Regions from separate parts of the Pungitius pungitius genome. Here regions 1 and 2 are each linked to region 3. Evidence: chromatin contacts called from public Hi-C data. All regions are on one chromosome and are shown on one strand. Each heading gives the region's core, a stretch centred on a gene start, on an enhancer-like site or on the middle of the called end of the contact. The rest is flanking DNA. Distances are from core to core; before and after follow the strand shown.

Region 1 (4,471 bases), core at 1,068-3,567, 250 kb after region 3:
AATAGTATTTCATAACAATATTAAGTTGTTGCCGTGGCAAACAAATGTTGCAAATACTAAAGTTCGATATTTTTGTAAATTACATTGTTAAGTTGTTTGTTTTGTTTCTCTTTGCTAGAACACTGTACACAAGGTAGATCGTAAAGGAGATATGAACATTTCTTATTCTTCACTGAGATTATGACAATGACCTAATATTTACATTAGCAGATAGACAGCCTGTGTAGAGCTGCGACTTTAACACTTAAATATATGTAAAGTCATCAATATTACGTAGAATATATATATATATATATATAAATATGTATGTGTGTATATATATATATATATATACACATATATATATATATATAAGAACTAAATAATCTAAAGTAAATAAGTTCAGAAGTCCAACCCCTGACAAAGGATCTTTATATGTTCTACATTGAGACATTTTATTCAAGGCGTATGTATTACTAGAGTTAAGGATTGCACTTTTCATATTGTTTAAATGTAATCTGTTTTTTTTCCCATTCCCTTTAAAGGGTTTTGTGAGGTTTCTGCACCCTGCTAGTACAGTCAGTCTGTCTTATCGATCCAAAGCACTGGTGAATGACTCCAGTTCAACATGTTGCATGAGAAAGCATTTTTCTTTTCTTACTGAACGATAACGTCCTGAATGTTTATCCTCACAAAATGTCCCGATTTGGTGACCCCCAATGCCCTTGTGTATGGAAGCCTCTTGAGGTGTAATGTTAATTTTTGTTGTTGTTTCTATTTTTTAATGTGTTTGCAATGATTGACTGACGGAGAAAGAAAAAGAAAAAATGTAAGCACTTTCTGAGCAGTTTGTCAACTGAGCAGTCTCAGCTTATCCAAAACACTTTGCCTTATCTTGACTCCATCGTGCTTAAGGTTTTATGTTTTTAAGAGTTCCTAAGAAGTTTATTCAAGAGATCTGACCGGGTCTTCTTTCTCAAATCCCTTCTCAATTTTCTTTTTCAAATGTGTATCTTTATATCTGAAAACATTTTTTAAGGTTTTAATGTGCACATCAAAAGGCCAAAAGCAGGGTGGGAGATTGAAATTCACAGCTTTAGCCAGAAGAGGGCGCTACACTGGAGACTGCAGGCCCTGAATCATTACCGCCTGTGTGTGCCATCGTTTTTTGCAGTGTGCCCCGCCAACACAGTAAAGACACAAAGAAAAATTGACGAGAAGACCCTCATCGGATTTATAGTTTAAATGTAATCATTTTTTAAAATGTATTGTTTTTTTTGCATACTTTTGTGCTATTTTATGTTTCTATAGTCAGATGTTTCTTTGGTTCCAACAAGATAGTGTAAAATCTATTGAAAGAAAGAAATAAAGAAAATCAAAGAAATGTTTGGCTTGGATCTCTTCTTTGTGTCCCATAAAGGAAACTGAACGCCCCCCCCCCCCCCCCCCCTCTCTCAAAGGCCCCTCGTTGGTCCCAGAAGTCCACTCTGGGAACAACTGCCATAAAAGCACATAAACCCAGCGAGTAGGTTCTCAAGCTTCAGACCAAATGTTGATGCTGCTTTCATGGAAGTAGCTATCTGCCATACGCCATTTAGTAACCGCATGGGAACATTGTGATAAGGACTCTTTAATTTGTTGTTTACCATGTTATTTCCTGTTACACCAGTGGAAACATTTTTTGAGTTGAGTAAGAAAATTTGAGGGTTTGATCAGAACTCTGCTCAGTGTAAGTTACTTTCATACTTCCATACTCAAGGGACTTCATATTAAAACATGTCAAATATTATATTTAACAACAACCAGCAAGGGCAAGACCAGGCCAAGAGCAGTGGACACCCACACAGAATTTCCTCTTGAGACTTGTGGAGAGGGACTCGTCCTGTCATCCGATTGGTGCTCAGCCCGGGTTTGCCGGCTGGATTCCATGACAACAGTGTCACATCAGTCCATTTAGAAAATGCCCCAAAATAACAGTGACTAAGCCCTCCATAGCCACAGCATGACCTTAGAGAGCCACCATGTCCGGGAGGTGGGCCAGTTTACTACAGCAATGTTGACCCGAGTGCAAATCAAATCATTGGATTTTTGTTGTTGTTTAATGGACACAATGTAACTTACAAAATAGGGCTAGTGGCAATTTCCTTTAGATCCTTCCTTAGATCCCCATCCTCCCTCCGTCTCCATGTGGCACTAATCGCCCCCCATACATTCCAGGAAATAGTAGCCTAACATCCAATGTGGATGCGCCGACTCCAGAGGCGTGGACTCCCAGCAAAGCCCCGTCGCCCTCCATAAGGATGAGCACGGCGCTTCGCCTTTAACCGTATCCCCCCCCCCCTCCTCCCTCCACTGTACCCCACTGTGCGGGAGACGCGCACCGCTCGCCCCCCGCTCCCGTCGGCACGCACAAAGATGCGCCTCGGCTCTATTAATAGCCTCTCTTCTTTTTACCCCACCAACGCCTTATTGCATTATGGATGCCCCCGGAACGGTGTCCCTGCCAGATAGCGTGGGAATCTCTCAGTAGAGAGGCCGTGGCCCTTCATCCTGCCGGGGGCCGCCCGCTCCAGCATCCACAGAACGAGAAGCAGATAGGTAGAAGCGGAGGGAGAGAGAGAAAAAAAGGGGGGGGGGGGAGGGTTAGCGCGTCGCGTTCGAGACAGGCCGGTCGCCGTGCCATGGCCGCGTAGCGCGCGCGCGTCTAGACCCGCCCGTTGCACCGGGGGTTTGCGTTCGTTTCGCCCGCCGCTGAAGGACCTCGTTCTCTGCATGCCGGATTCAGGTCCGCCGGAGCGCGATGCGGGAGTATAAGGTGGTGGTGCTCGGCAGCGGCGGGGTGGGGAAGTCCGCCCTGACGGTCCAGTTCGTCACCGGGACGTTCATCGAGAAGTACGACCCGACCATCGAAGATTTCTACCGGAAGGAGATCGAGGTGGACTCCTCTCCGTCGGTGCTGGAGATCCTCGATACGGCCGGCACCGAGCAGTTCGCCTCGATGAGGGACCTTTACATCAGGAACGGCCAAGGCTTCATCCTGGTCTACAGCCTGGTCAACCAGCAAAGTTTTCAGGACATCAAGCCCATGAGGGACCAGATCATCAGGGTGAAAAGGTGAGACGGCATTAAAAATAAGATGATTTATCCTGTCTAGCGTGATGCAAGAGGGATGGGGTTATCTATCGTTTGAGGGCCCCTGTAAGTTGTCCCATCCTGCTGCTACATGGGCAACGCAAGTTGTGTTGTGATGCAGTGGATTGATTGCCACGCTCATTCCTTGAAAATGTCCAGGTGGATTTATAACTATGAAAAAGTATTCATCATCTTGCTGGGGAGTTTCCACGTTAAGTGGGATGGGGGGATTCTTTGGGGTCCCGAGGGCCCCAAAAAGTCCCCCTGTCCCACTTAAAAAGACACGACAAAATGTGGGATTCTTCTTTTGGAGGAGGAATAAAAAAAACTTTCATCTTCTCAGCTCCCTCCTCTTCCTCCCTGTCTGCCCCCACCCCCTCCTCCCTGCGCGTGAGAAGCTGCATCCAGCTCACATGTTCTTCATAAGGGAGGCCCAGCTGCGGCTCACCTGTCATACAGCAACCCGCTGAACTCTCGTCTCATAGCCTCTGTCTCTCACACATGACTAACTCTGGGTGGCTTTCATCAGCTCAGTCCATTACTCAACAAAACCACTGAGCTCATCTCACGGCTGGGAGAGGAGCAGAGAGACGGGAGAGAAGGGGAACGGGGATCTTTCCATCTGACACATCTGTCCGTTGTCACGGACAACTTAAGAGTCTTAAGGCCTAGCGTCGTGAGGGCGAGACTGTATGAAGTGGGGCTGGTTTGGTCCCAGGACAATGTTTCCGCTGCTATTACAGCATCGGAAACCTATTTCAAATTTTACAAAGGTGAGGTATTAAAGACGTCCTTACACTGAGATAGGAGGAATTTCCACCACTCTCAGTTTGTGAGTGAAGGTGCAGCCAGGAGACGGTTAGCTTAGCATAATGTCTGAAGGCAGGAGCTCTATCCAAAGGTTGAACCTGTAAAGCTAAAGAAGCAACACATAATCCCCCCCCCCCCCCCCCCCCCCGGAGTAAACCCAGTTGGAGGTGCAAACACGGGGGAGAGCGTTGCATTGCCGACGGAGGCGCGGTGCACAGGGGGGAACTCCTTTGAAATGCAAAGTACACTGACAGGTTTGGACTGTGCTCCGCCCCCACCCTGCCCCTCTGCATCCCCACCTACGCTGTCCTCAAGTGTTTCTCCATTAATATTTCATGCTTTTATTTCTCACTGCTCTGGGTCTAATGTCGTGATTGCTATACTGTACTGTATCGCGTTGAACCTTAGTGTCTCATTTGGCAGCCTGCAAAAGCGCAAATATATTTTTTTGAGAGGACCGGACATCCGCGCGGTCTCCCGCCTCTAATAAAATTGAGCAACGCGATCTTTGCCCGCTCTTCGTTTGCTGTGTCCACGGGATCGGCCTCCC
Region 2 (4,223 bases), core at 282-2,781, 190 kb after region 3:
ACGATCTCGGTTGACGATTTTCCATCTGCCGCATGTGTGTGTGTGTGTGTGTGTGTGTGTGTGTGTGTGTGTTTGTTGTCCACACAGAGGCCTATTTACCTGCATCATCCTGTCCTTGTCTCAAAATGCACAAGGATTATTGGAAACAGAGGCTGATGGGCGCGGCGGCAATGTGTGTGTGTGTGTGTGTGTGTGTATGTGTGTGGAAGCTGCCAGTCCCCTTTTAGAAAACCCCCACGGGGGCCACATTAGGGCCCTCCGGGGGCCAAATTAAAGGCAACTAACCAAGTTACAGCTGAGCAGCAGAGGGGGCCTGACCGGTAGGGATGGGCTGATTTCACTCCAGCCTCCTGAACCGCAGCAGGCGCACACACACAGACACACACACACACACACACAACTCCCCTCTTTGTTTTGCCGCTGATCAGCAAAAGATAAAAGGCAGTTCCTGACAATGGCAGCCTCTCTGTAGGGAGATCCTGACAGTGAAGAAGAGGTATTCCTGTAGGCTCAAGAGGAAGTATGATTTAAATTAGCTTTCGGAACAGGAGTTTCATCAAATTATAGATAATTAGGGTTTAAATCGATATGTGCATCCTGGAAGGAGATGGACAAATACATGTACGGCTGCTTGCATGAGTGTAGAAAACTATCATACAACAAACATTAAGATTAATTTTTTTTTAATGCAAAAAGAGAGTAAGAAAACGATTTTAAAAAGAATTTGAAAAAATCGAGTGAAGATAAACAGACCCTTAAACACTTGACAGTGCACTGTTTCATAACAAGTATTCCTACGTGTGATTGACGTGCCTTCTGGCACAGGTTCACCCCCCCCCCTCCCCGACCCCCCTCCCGTTACATGTCACACACAGGCGTGCATCAGGTGCTGGTGACATTTGCGAAGTCTTGCAGAGAATGATTGTAAATCTCAGTTTTATGAGCCGACTGGTGAACTCTGCAGACTGTTGACCGCCGCGGCCTTGACATTCAAGCGCGGCACAACCCCCCCTCCCCCTCCTCCCCCCTCCTCCCCCTGGCCTCCCTCCACCCCACCGGGGCTCCAACTCCCTGGAAGCGGTGATTGATTTGTCTCATGGGGGGGCCAGTGAAAGCTGCTCACTGTTTCGGGTCGTGCTTGGGTCTGTTTATAAAAGTCTTTGTTCATTACCATCATGACAAGTGGAGATTTGGCAGGCGGCGTTCGCCTTTAAAACATTTAAGGAATGTTCAACAGTTTTCTTTTTTTTCTCCACATACTTTTGAAACACTAGAAAGGCACAGAAGATCATTTATTTTTTAATTTGTTTCTCTACAAATGACTCTTGGACACAAAGCGAGGGTTGAAATGGAACGAACAGGCCGTAAAATCAACCTCCACCAGCTCGCAGGCAAGCAGCTCGTTGCCGATCATGGTGACGAGGAGGAAAAAAAGCCCCAAAAATCAAAATCCCCCCGGCCTGGAATCCAATCAGCTCGTTAGTGGCAGGCGGAGCCTGCGGCCTTGAACACTTTAAAGTACGGGTCAGACGCTACAAGGCAATGGTGCTGTCTGGAGCAAACGCAGCCAAAAACAAGCACAGGTTGTTGTTGTTTTTTTGGTGGGCTAAGCCGCAATGGGGTTCAAAGAGGCCGTTTTGTTTGGGTTCGTGCTCCTCTTCTTGGGGGGCGCTCCCCCCTCTGCTGCTACGCAAAGCTGGCCCGACGAGACTCTCGACCGAACCCTCGAGGAGCGAGAGGAGGCGTCCCCCCAGCTGCCCGGAGCGGGTCGCAAGTCCAACCGGACGGATTCCGGCGCGCCGGGGCGTCCCCTCCTCACCTACCAGCTCCGGGTCCACCTGCTTGGGAACCCGGCCGTCACCAAGCAGCCGCCGCCGCCCCCGCCCCTCGAGGCCCAGATAGACTCCACTCACGACCCCCAGGTGCCGCAGCCGAGGGCGCCCAACCCGCAGCAGCCGCAGGTCCGGCCTCAGCAGTTGTTGAAACTTATTCCGGGCCCCGATCTGAACCCACCCGTCAAGCCAGTAGGACTCCGCTTCTTTTTTTTTTTTTTTTTCGTTTAATCTTCTGTAACTAAGTGTCATTCAGCTGGGTTGTTTTCCAGGTCCGGACACAGGCGTTTGAGAAGCGGGTTCCTGTGCCGCCCAGCAGCGTGGCGGCGCTCTGTGGCCAAAGAGGGGTCAACGTAGAGGTCAAACAGAACTTCCTGGGTAACTGCTGCTCGCTTGCTTGTTTGAACTGCTTTGTTGTTGTGGGGGGGGGGGGGGCGGGTCCATTTGGCAGACCTTCTTGCTCCGGTGTCTGATAAAAGAGGGTTTTGCTTTCGAGCCCTGAATTGGGAAAGCGTAATCTGGCAGTAAAGCTGGGACACGCTGTGCTGATTACTGCAAATGGCACGGACGGTGGACATGGCTAATATATATTATTTTATTTATTTAATTTCCTCACTCGTGAGAGGCATCCTCTCGCATGGCCGACTCATTAAGAGCCCTTTTGTTAATTTGTCCTGTGGCTGAACCTCCTGTCGCTGTGAGTTTGTTATTGACTGGACCAGGAGAAGTAATGGCCCCTGAATTAAGCTGCGCCTTCTCCTCCGTTCCTAGGAAACGGCCAGTTGATCCGTCCCAGTGATCTGACCCTAGGAGGTTGCGCCGCGCTGGACATTGATCACCACATCCTGCGGTTCCAGTCGGAGTTGCACGGCTGCAACAGCGCAATAAGGGTGTGTGTGTGTGCGCGACTAATTTACTGTCAATGTGTTTACACAAGTTGTAACTTTTTTTCTTCTATCAGATGACTGAAGAAGACCTCATCTACTCCTTTTCTCTGCTGTATTATCCCGCTCCCATTGACAACACCTTCATTTTTAAGACCAACCCCACTGAGGTGGTAATTGAATGCCACTATCAAAGGTAATCCCCCCCCCTTAGTTTGTAAGGGGGTAGGGGGCTTATATTGAATAACTTTGCCTCATCTCTGTGCTGGTCTTCTCCTGTACTTTTGCCAGGTTGCCTTCTATGCGGTATTAGATGAATTTATCAAATTATTGTATTTACCTCACTGTGCCACTTTCGTGTGGGTGACACACACACACACACACACACACTGCTGCCACTCTCCAGTGACCTACCCGTCCCTCAAATGTCCTCACAGGAGGCTTTATGTGAGCAGCGGCGCCATGATGCCGACCTGGAAGCCGTTCGTCGCCAGCATGCTGGCGGAGCAGGAGCTGCATTTCTCTGTGCGCCTCATGACAGGTGGGCAAACCCGTTATTGTTTCAGTACCTCTCTGGCGCTCTGGCCATGGGGGGGATTACTCGTCTAATCTCTGCTGTCAGTCTATCTTTGTGTCCGGCCCGCGGTACATATCACACGTCTATCATAACTGGCCCGCCGGTCAATCGGATGCGCACTGCTGATACTAAAGTCCTGGAAGGCACTGCAAAAGCTACTAGCAACGGATCTATTGACTTCTCTGGTGAAGGAGGTGGGGCTTCCCAGCAAGGGAGACATGACAGGGGTATTGTATTGGGTATCTTGATTCAAGGCAGTTTTTAACTTTGGGCTTCTGTGATTGAGTTCGACACGTCTTAATCGCCTCAAAATAGATTTAAATATGTATTTAGGAAAGCACCCACTGGAGACGCAACTTGCTTTATGCACCTTCAACAACTGCTCACACACAGTATGCAGCACTACTGATACCTCTGACACCCTATACACTATATCATTTTTACAAAAGAGTTCATACTAATCTTACCCACTGAGTTTAGTTTATTGTCTTTCTGTGCTGACATTCATTAAGGCTCTTCAGTTAAACGTAAAACCATCTGATACTTGCACATGTTAATCAAGCAAACTATAGCTATATCGAATTGCACCCCCCCCCCCCCCCCCCCTCCTCGCTTGACCTCTTCTCTTTGCCCTGTGGGTGGGCTATTTAGAGGACTGGGAGTCACAAAGGCCTTCCGGCGACTACCTCCTGAGCGACGTGGTACACATCGAGGTGGCGGTTGACCAGGGCCACCACGTCCCGCTGAGAGTCTTCGCGGACACCTGCGTGGCGACCAAGAGCCCGGACCCCAACACTCAGCCCAGATACTCCTTCATCAACAACCACGGGTGAGAAGCGGCAGCAAGCGACGCAGTCATAGTCGTCGTGGCGGCCGGGCTTTGGGGTCAGCGCGGCGCTCTTCTGGATATGTGTCATGGGTCTGTTTTGG
Region 3 (4,092 bases), core at 1,063-3,562:
CATGCGCTCACCTGTCCACTGCCCTCTACGTCCCGCTCGTCTTCGTTTATCAGGAGCATGTACGGTTTCCGTGGCAACCCCGGAGCTTTGAGACCGATGAAGAAGAGCAGCCCGGTGCTGGTGTAGCGTATCAGCCACAGGAAGAACTGAACCTGAGGGGATCATTGGGAATTCAAAACAGATCAATATGGATACCAGTGAATGTGCATTGTTCAATGATCGTAATGCAGCTTTGTATTACAAAATGACTAAATTAGGGGTGTCATTTACAGCACAATGACCAAGCATTTGCGAAATTATATCCATGTGTAATACCGTATTATTTAAAAATGATCAAATATTTGTTCTTGACTGTGTTGAAAAAAATTTCTTGAAGTTGTAATGAGGTTTCAAATTGAGCAGAGAATAAATAGTTTGGGGTGTAGATTAGGAGAATACCACAAAACAACATAACCAAAAAAAATATCCAGTCATGCTTACAATTATATAACTAGCGAATTATTGTACTGACTCAGTGTGGGAGGGGCCAGAGGAGGATCTTACGGATTGATTGGTTAGCAGTGGGCCTGCAATCTGATAGTCAGAATGAGCAGTGACTCAGCAAAAAGTAGGCTCTCTTGTTGGCCACACCGACGTTGCCGTTTGCGTGCCTGTCTCCATTTGTTGCCATGGAATGGACACTTGAAACAAGAAAAACTGGACGGCTTAGTGCCGGGCGGCAGGAGTGTCTCAAAAAGACACGCCTATGTATATATTCTTTAACATTAAACTAACCTTTGGCCCATTAGCCAAAAAAACAAAACGAAAGAGATGACAGAGTGAGATTGAAATTAGATAAACTTTTCCCTGGATAGATAGGAATGGAGATAAAAGACATACACGCCCTGTATGCATTCATGTCTTGTGTGCTGGTACAAAGGACAGCAGCAAAGCAATGCGTAGGATCTGAATGCGCAGGGGGCCTTATTCATAAAACAGCTGAAAAAATGTACAGCACATTAGAGACTTGACCAAGTCCTTTTCTCCTCCTCACCTGTTGTTCAGTGTCCTCCAGGCCCCACCACCAGTGCGGACTGGACCAGGAGACGAAGGCCAAGTTCTCCGCCGAGAACGCCAACGCCCAGAACAGCAGCAGGGCCGCGCTGTGGCCCCTCGTCCGGGCCATCAGCAGGGCCCTCCGTCTCTCCACCTTCAGCAGGGCAAAGGACCAAGCCCAGCCCAGCGCGGAGAAGCAGCCGTACAGCACCGCGTACCCCGGGAGCTCTCCCCCTATGGCGGCCCGCCACACCGTCCCGCCCACAAACTGGAGGATCAGGAGGACGGAGACGGCCAGCTGGAAACCGTAGAGGCGGGAGCGCGGGATGAACTTGGGCTCCATCGCCGTGCCATATTTCTGGTAGAACACGCAGTGGACGGTGCCCAGGAAGAAGGCGATGGTGAGCTGGATGCAGGGGACCAGGGTGAAGTAGAAGCACGGGGAGATGCCCCTGTCCACCCAGGTGCTAGAGATGGAGGAATTGGCTTCACAGTAACCCTGAATGAACACCATGGCTAAAGCTGGGGTGGGGGGGAGGAGGAGAGGGGAGAGAGAGACAGTATGTCATCAGAGACGCATCACAACCTGAGATAAAAGTGGGTCAAAAACCATGGGACATATCTTCGCGCTGAAGAAGGGCCTGGACGTTCTCCACACACTTGCATAGGTGCAACACAGCTCTGCCATAATAGGCAGTAGACCTCAGTGACATTTTGTTTTGCTGAGTCATGGTTAGAAATGAACCGTACCGCCACACATGTGGCGAATTGACCAAATATGTTGTGGGGAGAGCAGTGTGAAACGCTTTTGTGTTGGCGTTAAGCGAACCAACTCCAATACCGTTCATACGGAGAGAAAAGAACCGTAAACGTAGACAGCGTTAAAGGTGAACTCACCGCATTCGCCGGGCAGTTTATGTCAACTTCTGTCTCCTCGACGACTCTCTCGTCACGAACAGAGGTTACTCCAGAGAAGCTATCAAGTCACAACAATTATCTGTGAAGCTAAACCCAGTCGGCTTTACGCAGCTTTAAAACAAACGGCAGCTTACAACGCGGCGGACCGAGGGGAGCAGCGTTCCGGTGATACATAGCCGGGCGTCTGTCATCGCTACCACCAAGTCGTCCTTGTTACGTGCATGTTGGTTTAAGAAGCCCCAATCCGTGACTCGGCGATCGACGCTTTACGCAACAGCGTTCGATTGGATGGGTCTGTGGGTGCACGCGGCGCCCCCTGGAGGATGAAAACGGACAGGATTCACGTAGACCGGAAGTAGAGGACAGAAGGTGTTTTGGGGAAAAAAAGGTTTACAAGCGTTTACAATTTTACGCAGGTAAACAGAAGTTGGTTATTGCCAGCTGATGTAAGCAAATATGTTGTAATAAAAAGTACTCATTATGGATTATATTTTTCATCTAGGCCTACATATATATATATATATATATATATACAGTATATCCTTTTTAACTATATATATATCCTTTTTAACTGCTTCATATGCTGTTGGATTGTTTAATCGCATGCTTTATGTTTTACTAAGTATGTTTTGGATACAACTTTAAAACTTGTTTCAGATAAATGAGGAGTATTGTATGTCCTTGTGAAATTAGACCAGAATGGAAATACTCAAGGAAATTAGAAGTATAGTATAGCAGTTATATTTCAGCATTGTAAATGAGATACACTTCACTAACAGTTCAATGAAAAGAGCAATGCTAAGCCTTTGTGATCTAATAAATCTTTACGAGCCAATTTTTGTCACGTATTTTCAGTTGACTTCCTCAGTTTCATAACCAAAAGGAAGATTTCATTTATCTTATTGGATTGTGAGGGGGAAAAAGATAACTGGAAAGAAAGGACACTCTGCAGTGCTACAAAATGATCAAGAGATGGCAGTAAATACTAAGGTATAATCAGACGAAACTGCCGTATTCAACCTCCGTCATGTCTGAACAATAGGCATTAAAACTTCCCACAAGAGACACAGGTGGTGGGAAAAAACAAGTCTTGGAGATGGGAAATAATAATACTGATTAACATTTTATCAATGCTAACGCTGTTATACACAGCCATATGAAGTGAACAAGCGACTATAGAAACAACAACGCCCCTTCCCCACGAAAAAAGCCAATTTAAAGTCAAAGGGACACAGGAAGTCTTTCAGTGATGAGAGGGTTTAAGCTTAAAGCTTTTCCCATCAAAGTGTAAATTCAGGGTTGAGTACAAAGACTGGAAGTGACTCAAAAGCCATCTGTCGCGTCTGTCCTTCCTGAGGGGATGAATGAAAGACTCTGCAGACTGAAGTGTGTGTATCTGTGTGTACCTGCATGTGAAGGAATAAAAAATGGGAAGCGTATCCTAATGTGAAAGAGGAAGGAGCTTACACAGACACACACACACACACACACACACACACAGGACGCAGGCTGAGATGGGAAAAGGGGTAAATCTTATCATTTAGAGCCTTCACAATGGGCATAAAGAGCTGCTAATCTGCTTCATCTCCCCGGCTCTTTTGTGTGAGTGGAAATGGACCTTCTGTCCATCGGCTGCTTGAATCCCTGCTCTTTTGTCTCCCACTGGATGTGATGGCCTGCCCATCACAGACCCCTCATCTCTCTCCCCTTTTGTGGGCGTCTCCGCCCTCAGCACACAGGCTCAGCTGGAGCCCCATAAGTCCGTTAGGTGTGTCTTTTCTTTTGCTCAATCTCACCTTTTTCCCTCATTCTCATTTATGCTTCTTTGTCCGCCTGAAGCTGTCTGACACGCGGGGATGGTAAAAGGCGGGGATAAGATGGATGTGTGTGCCAATCTAATCCCTTAATTTAGTGAGAAGAGAATGCTGGTACGTCCAATCTCATTAGTACTGAAGGCAATCAAGGAAGCTTGGGGTTCTGTTGAATGTGGTATTCACAGAAGGATTGGGCTTTGTGTACACCGTTCTTACCAGTAGCCCAATGGCGGATGACCGTTGCTACCTGCCACCCGCTATTGTGTGGCAGCAGCATCTTGTCAATCAGATTTTTCTTTGCGGATAAATAAAGGTATAGCTTTTT

The links. A called contact is a pair of places that touch in the nucleus more often than the background predicts.
Region 1: a contact with region 3 is called in a Hi-C map of muscle, with 8 times the contacts expected there. The contact joins the promoter of LOC119215526 here to the promoter of abcb6a in region 3. A contact is called at or near these places in 2 of 2 Hi-C or Micro-C datasets (both in muscle).
Region 2: a contact with region 3 is called in a Hi-C map of muscle, with 4 times the contacts expected there. The contact joins the promoter of LOC119223460 here to the promoter of abcb6a in region 3. A contact is called at or near these places in 2 of 2 Hi-C or Micro-C datasets (both in muscle).

What each region holds. Positions count from the first base shown.
Region 1 is chr3:24,742,822-24,747,292 of fPunPun2.1, forward strand. It overlaps LOC119215526 (ras-related protein Rap-2a-like), which reads left to right and starts at 2,318. Exons shown (of 2, transcript XM_037467757.2): 1 at 2,318-3,093. The coding sequence starts at 2,780. It overlaps mbnl2 (muscleblind-like splicing regulator 2), which reads left to right. Exons shown (of 9, transcript XM_037479734.2): 9 at 1-1,363.
Region 2 is chr3:24,689,529-24,693,751 of fPunPun2.1, forward strand. It overlaps LOC119223460 (zona pellucida sperm-binding protein 3-like), which reads left to right and starts at 1,532. Exons shown (of 11, transcript XM_037480788.2): 1 at 1,532-2,024; 2 at 2,105-2,210; 3 at 2,604-2,722; 4 at 2,794-2,912; 5 at 3,154-3,257; 6 at 3,945-4,122. The coding sequence starts at 1,617.
Region 3 is chr3:24,497,654-24,501,745 of fPunPun2.1, forward strand. It overlaps abcb6a (ATP-binding cassette, sub-family B (MDR/TAP), member 6a), which reads right to left and starts at 2,313. Exons shown (of 20, transcript XM_037474537.2): 1 at 1,933-2,313; 2 at 1,034-1,557; 3 at 12-152. The coding sequence starts at 1,549.